Linked DNA regions of Rattus norvegicus: region 1 is linked to region 2. A link is a contact called in public HiChIP or PLAC-seq data. All regions are on one chromosome and are shown on one strand. The core of a region is the stretch at or near the end of the contact, and the rest is flanking DNA. Distances in the headings are between cores, read along the strand shown. Region 1 has its middle 64 kb from the start of Fndc3b. Region 2 overlaps Fndc3b (fibronectin type III domain containing 3B).

Region 1 (5,364 bases), core at 1,299-3,798, 140 kb before region 2:
CATAGTACATTCCAGGTCAGTTTGTCTACAGAGACCCTGTCTCACCCCTCCCTCCCCAAAGAGGAAGCAAGATGAAGCCGTTTATGGAGTTGGAAGGAACAAAACCACACCCTTCGCATCCACACCACCTGCTCATATGCTCTTCTTTCAAAGTGACTTTTCTCTGAGGTTGTCTTTGTGCACGTACAGCAATCTTCTGAAGAATTTAAGTAGTCTTGCTATCAAAGTATAAAATTAAATCATCAGGCAGGGTGTACTGGGGCATGCCTTTACTCCCAGTACTCAGGAGCCAGGGAAAGGAAATGGATCCTGTAAGTTTGAGGCAAGCCTGGTCTACATAGGGAGCGCCAGGCAAGAGCTGGAATATATATATATATATATATATATATATATATATATATATATATATATATATATTCTGTATAGTGAGATGTAGCACTCTCCGACCAAATCAATTATTAAATGTTAGACTTATTCACAAATTGTGCTAGACTAAACCAGCAGGAATGACCCTTTGCAATGAGGAAAGGCTTAGAAAAAAAATTTTGATAAATGGATTTAATTAACATCTGCTACATTTTTGAGTTTCATTTGGTCAAAAAAATTCCAAAAACTTCCAGATCTCCTATGAGAGAGTGAAAATCCAAGAGCATCCATCTGACTGGATTCTATCTGCAGATAACCCAGAACCTTTCTTTTTTGTTCTGAGTGTAAGGGGAGGGTGGCAGTGGCAGACATGGGGATGGGCACCCTTGATACCTCACCCCACCAGGAAGATTAATGTATAAGAGTATTTAATTTGTGTCAAGCCATTTTTCCACATAAGCTATAAAGAAAAGAAATATATTTTAACTCCAGGAGCAGAGTGTTTCACTTGTGAATGTGTGTGCACATTGTATCCGGTGTGGAAGCCAGAGTCCTTTCTGTCACCGTCTGCCTTATTCTCTTGAGACAGAGCTGGTTTGGCAGCCACAAACCCAGCAGTCCTCCTTTCCTACCTCTCATTGTGCTGTGCTGACAGGAGCCTGTGGCCACAGCAGGCTTTTTAACTGGGCCTGGGGATTCGAACTCAAGTCCTCATGCTTACAGGGAAGCACTCCTGCCCACTGAGCTTTCTCTCCCAGTCCTCTTGTCTATTTGTGTAGTCACTTGGGCTCGTTTCTCAAATGGTTTAGGGAAAGACAAATGAGAAATAATGTGTTTTTATTAGAATTTAAAAGGAAATTTATTTTTAATTATGTGTATAACTGTGTGGGCCGGCTGGTGTGAGTTCAGGCACTCTTGGAGGCCAGAGGTGTAAGGTTTCCTGCAGCTGGAGTTACAGGTTGTGAACTGTCCCGGTTAGTGCTGGGAACTGAACTCTGTCCTTCATAGGAGCTGTGCAAGCTCTTAGCTCCTGAGACAGCTTTTTCAGCCCACACTTTCTTAAGATTTTTTAAGAAACAACTTCCGTGTTCACTATAAAGATACCTGAATGCGTGTGTGTCCTTCCGAGTTGCAGGGGTAATCACAGGTCATAATTGTGGCTCTAGAACACAGTAGAATCCCAGAGACTTACAGCAATGAATCAGTTTTAAATTGCAGTATTATTTTTAGTGTGAATATAAATCACGTTGCCTCCAGCTATTGGAAAGTTATAAATTCAACCACAGGCAAGGCATTGGTTAATGAGAACATTCGGCTGTTTGAATGTCTTGTTCATACCCACTCCTGGCCGTGGGGAGCATTTCACTATGTTCACAGAATCAGGATAAAGAACTGTGTTATAAATAGAATTATAGTGTCCTAGGGAGTGTGCCAAATATGGAAACAAGATTTAACCATGATATATGCATGGTTCAATTTGTTAGGACATCAAGATATAAGTGAGAGACTTACAGTAATCTTGAAGCCATGGATTGACAGGCAAAGATTAAGGGCTGAATCTTAGCAGGAGTTTTGTGTCAGCAAACATAGTTAGTTTGTCAAGGAATCATTTTCCTTTGCATCTCTGTGTCTCGGGCAAACTTTTAAACCTCTCAACTTGTTTTTTTTTTTTTTTTTTTCATCTTAGTATAAGGAGAATACAATTCATGTGTATCTTTTAAAACAATTATCGCACCCATTAGTCTGTGTCTTTAAAAAGGTTTGACAAAGCGTTACATAAATTCAGCAGTTGTTATTATGACAGAGTTTCAATTGGAGCTGGCCCTGTGTTATTTGCATGTTTTAGAGGCCATGGATTTGTGCTGAGACAGTTTGAAAATCATTTACTTTCCCTTTTGTGGTCAGTAAATAAAACTTAAAGCTTAGATGTTTCCTATTTACTCCTCATTAACAGTGGGATAGGTCCTGCCGCTAAGTCGCCCTCCCTGTGCGTTTCGGCAAGGTGGGTTTTGGCTGGACCAGATTGTTGAATGCATGGGCAGGCCAGTGTGGCTTTCTCAGTCCAGGGTCATTGTCGAGATGAAGCAGAAGTGCAGTTTCTGAGAAGAGATTCCAAGACGGAATGACAGGCAGGGCTTTAGTCCTTGTGTTATCTGAGCCTCTTATTTGAGCTTTCAACACTTGCAGCTGAGAACATCGTCTTGTTTTCAGGGCTGGCCAATCCCTGCAGCCTCCCCACTTTGCACAGTGGAGACACCATTGCTATTCTTCACGTTGAGGTCAGTGTACTAGAGCTTCAGAGTGTTCCTGGTAGAACTCTGTTTCCAGGTAGACCTTCGCTCTTTACTGTCGGGAATGTGTGGGTGGTGAGGGGCGGCTTTGTTCTTCAGTTTACACTCTGGTGTCTGAATGAATAAAGTAGAATAAACAGAGGCCTTGAGTCAACCCTGAAGCAGGTGGTGAGCAGTGCTTTGGGGTGGGGGTGTGTGTGGAACATGCTTGGATCCTGGTGGCTAGACGGAAGCACTCTGTCAGACTGAGCACAGGAGGGTGGCTTGGGATTACCTGACCCCCTTTGCAAGGTTCAGCCAAGGAGAACCCAGTGTGAAGTCGTGGCTCACCTGGGTGACAGTTCTTTGTAGTACATTTAGTAACAAGGATCAGTCCTTGGAGACCAGAGGTATGTGGGACAGGAGCTGTGGGATAGGAGGGTGAGGAGCTTGTCATCTTGTGAGGTCCTGTGGACAGCCTTCTGCCAGTGAGGATGTTTCCTCCTGTGAGCAGAGATCAGTCTTTGAATTTCTTTTCCCTGCACCGGTTTAAGATGTGTTGGTTTCACATTCATAAGTTCTAATGTTCTTGGCAATAGTCAGTTCCAGCACAGCTCCTGAGTGGAACTCCGGTTAGATTTCATGACCATAGTGTTTATCCTCCCTGTGACTTCTAAATCTCTCTCTCTCTCTCTCTCTCTCTCTCTCTCTCTCTCTCTCTCTGTGTGTGTGTGTGTGTGTGTGTGTGTGTTTGCACATTCACATGTGTGCATGCATGTGTTTTTGGAGGGCATTGGGGGTGTTGTGAGATGATGTTGAGCTAAAAGCAAAGAGAGTTGAGGTTTTGGTATCAGTGTTTAAAGTGTCTGTGTTAAATGACTGTATTTGAGCTGAGAGTGTAACTTTATTTCATACCCTTATTGATGCAGAAGACAGTGACAGAGAGACTCGGTTCTTTGTGAATGGAATGCTCTCCTTTCTTCTTTTTCTTTTGGTAAAGGCAAAGCATTTAAAGCATTTTTCTTCTTACACGCAGAGCAGCTTGGCTCATCTTTTTAGCAACTGTACAGAGTAAACTCCCAGCCAACCCCTGAAGCAGGCTGGTGGCCACTCCAGTTCTTCTTTCCCTTTCAAAATCTGACAAGTGGTAAAACCGGCATACCTTCAGCGAGACAACAAAGAGAATAATGTGCTTGTGCTGCCAGCTGAGTGTGGACCCCAGCGTCCATGTGAAAGGCTGTGGACGGGGCAAGTCTGTAAATGCAGTGCAGGAGTGCGGAGAGGAAGAGCCCAGCGGCTCGCTGGTCACCACGCAAGCTGAATCCACAAGCTACCGGTTCACTGAGAGACCCTGTCTCAACAATAAGGTGGAGAGTGATTGAGGAAGACACACCCAGTGTCAACACCTCTCCCTTCCTCCTACACACTCTCCCTCTCCCTCTCCCTCCCTCCCTCCCTCTCTCTCTCTCTCTCTCTCTCTCTCTCTCTCTCTCTGAAACCCCAGGAAACAAATGATTTAATTTAGCTGTTAGGTGCTTGGATTTTGCATCTTCTGGGAAAGAGACCTTTGTTAGATGTACCTTCATTGTACTTTGTCTAGCTGCAGCTAATTAGAACTTTGTAACTATGCAGGCAAAGCTAGAATGACAAGTGACCACCCTATGCCTAATGTAAAGGTTTTAGGGCCATCAAAATGGCTGGTCTGGTAAAGGCATTTGCAGCCTGATGACCTGAATTTGAACCCCAAGACCTACATAGTGGTGAGTGAGAACCGACTCTTGATATGTTATTCTCTGACCTATAAGTTTGCTATGACACATGCAAGCCCTCCCTGCTCTAAGTAAATAATGTTTAAAAAAGGTTTTAGTATAAATATCAAAAGTTTAAATATATCACCAGAGTAATGTTTATCTAATTAAGAGAACAAACCATTTTAGCAGGATGGGAAAACTAGTGCCCTTCGAAACAGTGAGAGATCACAGTGTGGGCTGATCGTGGCTCACTGTTGGGAACCCGTGGAGAAGCAGGGGACCCTAGAAGGTTGGTGTTCACAGTAGATGTCACAATACCTGCCTTCTTCCTGGTGCTCCCATAGGAACTTGAACCAGCACCTGGCAGCAGTTGTAGCTGTATTTGCATTCAGAGTGAACCAGAGCAGCCAGCACCCCACCTTCCTGTCCACCCCCAAGTGGAGCACAACTCTGCCACCTTGTTGGTTTTGGTGTTCTGGGGACACTTGTTTTGCCCTTGTGAATGTCTCTTCATCTGTAAGTACTTGATGGCATATTGGTAAGGCGAGGAAATCAACTCAGGGGGACTGAACTCAGGTCACAAGGCTTAAGTGGCAAGCACCTTTCCAGGCCTGAGCCATCTTGTTGGCCCCTAAAGGCTTTAAGGATGCTACTGCTTTTGTTTGTCTTCTGAGGCAGGGTCTCATTTAGACCTCCATCACTACCTGCCGAGGATGTCTTGAATGTCTGCTTCTCCTGCCCGCACCTCCCAAGTGCTGAAATTGAGGGTTGAATTATAGGCGTGTGCCAATCTTTCGTTTAATAAGCAGGCATTCTGCCCCCTGGGCTGCATCTCTAGCCCCACTGTTGCTTTGAGCTGCCCGTTTGCTCCTACCTCTGCCTTTGGGTGTAGATGTAGGAATTCATGAATTAAATATTTAGATAGGTTAGACATGTACTCCTTTCCTATTTCTTCTAAAGGAAGACATTCTTGGTGA
Region 2 (5,285 bases), core at 1,077-3,576:
TGTACACACATTTGTGTGTGTGTGTGTGTGTGTGATTAGCTTCTAAAAGTACTTGACTGCAACCGAAAGGCCAGAGTTTGAAACCCCAGGGACCACACAAAAGCTGCGTCCTGGGGGCTGCTAAAGGGAGATGGGAAGCAGAGACAGGGAAATCCCCAGAACATAGCAAGTCAGGTAGTGTGTTGTACTCAGCAGAAAACCAGCAGGGGTCCCATCTCAGATGATCTGAGGGGTGAAGTCAGACACCTGAGGCTGTCCGCTGTCTACATGTGTACTTGTATGTCTGCCTCCACAAGCATGGATGTTCAAACCTGCACGCATTCACAAAGGAAAATATGTTCACATTAAAACTAAATAAATAGAATTTTGGCTGTCCACACTAATGAATTCCCTTAGACTTTTCTGAGGCAACTGTAACATAGTTGGACTGCCTGTCATGCAGAAAGAATTGTTCCTCTCTCCTTCTGTTTACTGCTGCATCAGTTGAACAGGTATCAATTTGAGTGGAGCAGCCCGTGATAAAGCTTCTAGCCTTTAGTCACCAAAAGCAGAAGGAATCTTTAATTTTTCCCGGTGCAGACTGGTCCATATGGGGATGTTGTATGCTGATAGGGAAAGCATGTTTTACAGAGCACCCATCGATGTCTCCCTGTTTGTCTGAGAGAACTAGTGAGCTCCAGACGGTACACACAGTAACGCTCCCTCCCCACTCCTATTAAGTAAGAATGCTCTTCATCGGCGTTGCCACTCCGACCAACTCACACCCGCCTATAAAGGCGAGTAGTTATTATTCTGAGCATAGGAGGTAGGCGTTCTGCAAGTTGTACAATTTATTGGGTATCTTCCCAAAGGATGAAGGTTTTCTCTTATTGTAAAATCTTAGGGTTGTCTTACTAAGCACTTGGTGTTGGGTGAGTGGATTCCTGGCTGGGTCATCCTGTTCTAACACTCTCATTTCATCCTCGCCGGGTCTCTGGCCTCTGACCCTTACAGACATTAATTGAAAATGTGTTCTTCGTTTGTCTCAAGAAGAACCAGGAATTATTATTTAACACTTTTGTAGTGGGTAAGCACAGGGATTGCCAAACTCATTTTGGGCAGGGCAGGAAAATAGCCTGTTTTGTAGACATACAGTCTCTGATGCATATTCTATTTTTCCTCCATAGCTCTTTTAAAATATGGAAACTATTTGCTTGTGGACTGTACAAAACCAGGCCAGTGAACAGCAGTAGTTTTCCTACATTAGAACGTTCCCTTTCAAATACACTTGTGCAGAATTGTCTAGGTTCCGACATCTGCCCTTTGCACATTGTACTGATGGAGAGTAGCAGTTATGAATAATGAGAATACTGAGGACTGTGAGTACAGATCCTGTAAGATACTTCACCTTTCTGCTCTGTCTCCTCTGACATTACCCATATTTTCAAAATGAAAACTCTTGTTCATCTGCTTGTTTTTAGTGTTGATGGCTGAACCCAGACTGATAGTACTCATCAAACACAGAGCTACTGAACTGGGTTCCTGGTTTGTCCAAAGTTTAGTTCTTGGCATTGATGGTAATAAAAACGTCACTGTGACAGTCTTTTGTCACCGCATACCTGAGTTGAAGTAGCGCCTTATGTCTAGAGAAGGAAGCGAGCCTAGGCAAGGTTGTCTGCTACTCCATGTTTGTTTACTCATGTCATGGAGAATCTGATAAAAGTTTGGCTTCAGGGGACTCTTCCTCAGTGTTGCTATCTTTCCAAACTGACCATTTTAGTGAAACCCTGTAAGCATTTTCTTCTGAAATCCTAGGGAGAGAGGGATTACATCCAAGGAGGAAACAACCTGACCAGGCATGTCTATTGCTCATGATTCCCTCCGATTTCCTTCTGGGATGTCTGTTGATGTCTTTCAGATCCAGCAACAGCAGCACCCCTGCTCTTAAAAGCAACCGACAAGGGCAAGACAGGCCTGAGAAGTTGCGGGCTGACTCTTCTCTAGCCGCCATCCTAGCCGACAGGCACAGAGCTACCCAGTCATTCCTTGTCTGTTAGTATACAGATGGAAATCTCGGTGTCTCCCATCACTTCCTTGCCCTTTCAGGTCTTTACAAATGAGATTTTGGCTCGAATGCAGTTGTGAATAGATGTACATAGTTTCTAGGAAAGCAGTTGGGACCCACTGAATTGTGCCTTTGGGAACAAAGGCACTTTGTTTAGAGAGATTGTCCCAAGTTGGAGCTGGAGTCTGAAAAGGGGCCCACGTCGTCTCCCTCTCTCTCCTGCGAAGTCTTCGGAAAGCTGATGTTTGCTGAGTGCACGGCTGTCCTCACTGTCCAAACAGCTCTCTGTTTGCCAACCGGGAACATATTGCCGCCTCTGTGAGGCACTCCATCATGCCTTGAATGGATCCTCTTGTGTTCAGATTTTCTGACTCAAAGAGGGAGAGAGAAATATTTCTTTCAGGCCTCGACATTCACTGTAGCATCCAGGGCCTCATTAGGCCCTTAGAAGCCAAACATGCCACAGAAGCACTTCTCAAGGGGAGCGGGAAAGGAGCAGAGAGAAAGGAAGAGAGGAAGAGATAGCTCCAATGAAAGGCCTTTCTTCTAGCCCCCTGGAACTAGCTTTTGCAAATAAATAGCACTCCCCCCTGACAAATAGAATTGTGAGAGTACTCCCAATTTTTTTTAAACAGAAATAAAACTTCCTGCAGGGATCTTCCAAGGGATGGTATGTTCCTGCTTACTGTTACCAAGTACACCGTAAAGTACAGTGGTACCCCAGAATGCACTCATGATATCCTACTGAGTAGGTGACAGGTTTTCATCACACCTGGATAATTCCCACGCTGATAGAAAGGGGTGCCTGTTGCATTGTAAACCTGCCTTTATTTTTTAGAGTACCAAACTTACAGTATACAGGACAATGAAGATAAAATAAAATTTCTGTTGTTACATTCTGTACTGAAGTCTATGGTAATTGTATGTTCTGGTAAAGTCTGGTATTTGCTTATATAAATTGAGATCTTGGTTTCTGGGAAAATGATGGTTAGCGATTGTTCTAGGCCTTAAAGTTTGAAAAATCTTTGTTGAGTGCTGAGGGAGCACCCATTTATAGACTCTCTGGAAGCCCGCACTGAGATGCTTCCTTACTTTGATCTGAATGGACTACTAAGTACTTGTTATACGCCAGGCAAGCCTCGCTTGGTATTGTGGAGAAAACACAGAGGGCTTTCTGTAGTCGACTGCCAGATACAAATGGTTTTATGAGTGGAAGGGGAGCTTCTCATTCAGCAATAAAACATGCTGCCTGGTCCTCCTCAGTGAGTCCTCACTGTTGATGAGCCCAGCTGCTATATATAAAGGAGTTCTTGGCTCACTCTGCAGATGCAGCCTTTACTGCTTTGCTTGTCTGTGACTCACTCCTTATCGAGTTCTACCTGTGCCTGGAAATGGGCAGTTCCAAAACCATAACAGCCTACATCTGGACTACACTGGTTAGACTAGGAGAGTAAAGGTCAGCTCTGCCCCTAGTGCCAAGGTGATGACAACCAGCGAGCTGGTCCAGCAAGCTGAACATCTTCGAGGCCCTCTTGTGAGCATTTGATGCATGCCAGCTCTTGCTCTTAAGCAGTACCAGTCTTGCAAGGTTGATACTACAGGTGGGATATTCCTCATCTGAAATACTCAGAACCAGAAGTGTTTTCGGAATATCTGGGTGCTAAATGTCTGTTTACACTGGCACACAAAATTTTAAGTTTGGAGCATTTTAGATTTGGGTTAGGTATGCTCACCCTATATCAATTTCTTCATTTTAGGGGGAGACTGAGGCATAGAGAGAGTTTTAATACCATGCCCAAGACCACACAACTTCTAATTGGTGGAGTTTGAAGTTAAATCTGTAGGGGCGTGGTCTCATCATCTCTGCTGTCGCTGTGCAGTGGGGCTGGCCAGTGGAAAAGACTGCACTTTACTCTCCCAGGACCTCATCATCTTCTCTTAATTTTTGGAGTATATATTACATCAGACGTGTGAAGAATTGTGTATTGATGGATACTGAAAATCCAGCATTTATGAAGCTAAGATAACTTTAAATATGATATCCAGTAGGGGAAAAATGTTTTTATTATGGAAATAAGTTTAGTGCTTAACTAATTTTTTGTCTTTTTGTTACAAATTAATTGAATTGTGTTATTGTCTGATAGGTAAAACTGGCCATTTTTCTCAGAACTAATTGGCAGTTTGATTTTGAACCACAAATACATGAATCATTATAAAGTATTTGAGTAAAATCAAGATATATATTAATATATTTAGCTGTATGAATAGTAATATATGATGTGTAGATCATACACATAGAATATATGCATAGGGTCTTTGTTCATGTGTGTGTGTGTATGAGTGCCTGAGAGAGAGAGAGAGAGAGAGAGAGAGAGAGAGAGAGAGAGAGAGAGAGAACCTTGTCTCATTATTTTCACTGCTGCATGGTCATATGAATATTGGGTTGTATAACCAGCTCTTTTCAACATTTCGGTGCTAGTCAGGCCTTTTGCAGGCTCATGAGGAAACCATTTCCTAGCATTATTTTATTTGTACCTAATCAATCCAGAGGTATCAACCTCTTTCCCCGAGTAATTGTGGTAAGTGAAGCCGTTGTGAGTACTTTCAGGATTATGAAAAAGCTATTCAAGGATACAGCTTTTAATTTCAAGAGTAATGAGACTGCTGGCTTGTTTAGGGATACAGTGCCTGGCTTTCATAAATTCTAGATGTTTCTAAGGAAAGTAAAAAGCTTAGTTTCAGAACACTATATTAAAGTTAACTGAAATGAGACCCATGACAGGGTATGGCGCCATTGAATCCAGAGTACCTGAGTGTGAGGTATAGTAAGGAAAGGTGTAGGATACCCTCGTTTAATCTCTTCGGGCTGCCTTGAAATTTGTAATAGAAAATGAACATATATTCTAATGTGTTAAGACCTAATGCTGGACCTGAAGACAGCTCCTTGACAGTTTGTTAATACGGCTTAAATCAATCAATCTATCTATCTATCTATCTATCTATCTATCTATCTATCTATCTATCTTATCTATCTATCTATCTATCTATCTATCTATCTATCTATCTATCTATCATCTATCTACCTACTTACACACACATGTATGTATATGTATATATGTATATTATGTATGAATGTAGTGTCTGTCTGTCTGTGCTTCATGTGCATGTTTGGTGCCTGTGGAAGTCAGAAGAGGGTGTGGGATCTCCTGGAACTATAGTTAAGAGTGGTTAAGAGGAGCTG

The links. HiChIP or PLAC-seq counts read pairs in DNA pulled down with a chosen protein or histone mark.
Region 1: a contact with region 2 is called in an H3K27ac HiChIP or PLAC-seq map of oligodendrocytes, with 13 times the contacts expected there. The contact joins two enhancer-like sites. A contact is called at or near these places in 1 of 12 Hi-C or Micro-C datasets (Schwann cells) and 1 of 1 datasets of contacts at active chromatin or transcription factors (oligodendrocytes).

What each region holds. Positions count from the first base shown.
Region 1 is chr2:112,537,290-112,542,653 of GRCr8, reverse strand. It overlaps a transcript of Fndc3b not described here. Among named protein-coding and RNA genes, the nearest start is that of Fndc3b, 64 kb to the right of the region's middle. Within about 2 kb of position 2,548, at least 7 of the 93 cell types and tissues checked have an H3K27ac peak or open chromatin away from gene starts, as enhancers often do.
Region 2 is chr2:112,394,447-112,399,731 of GRCr8, reverse strand. All of the region lies in intron 2 of Fndc3b (fibronectin type III domain containing 3B), which reads left to right. Among named protein-coding and RNA genes, the nearest start is that of Fndc3b, 79 kb to the left of the region's middle. Within about 2 kb of position 2,326, at least 15 of the 93 cell types and tissues checked have an H3K27ac peak or open chromatin away from gene starts, as enhancers often do.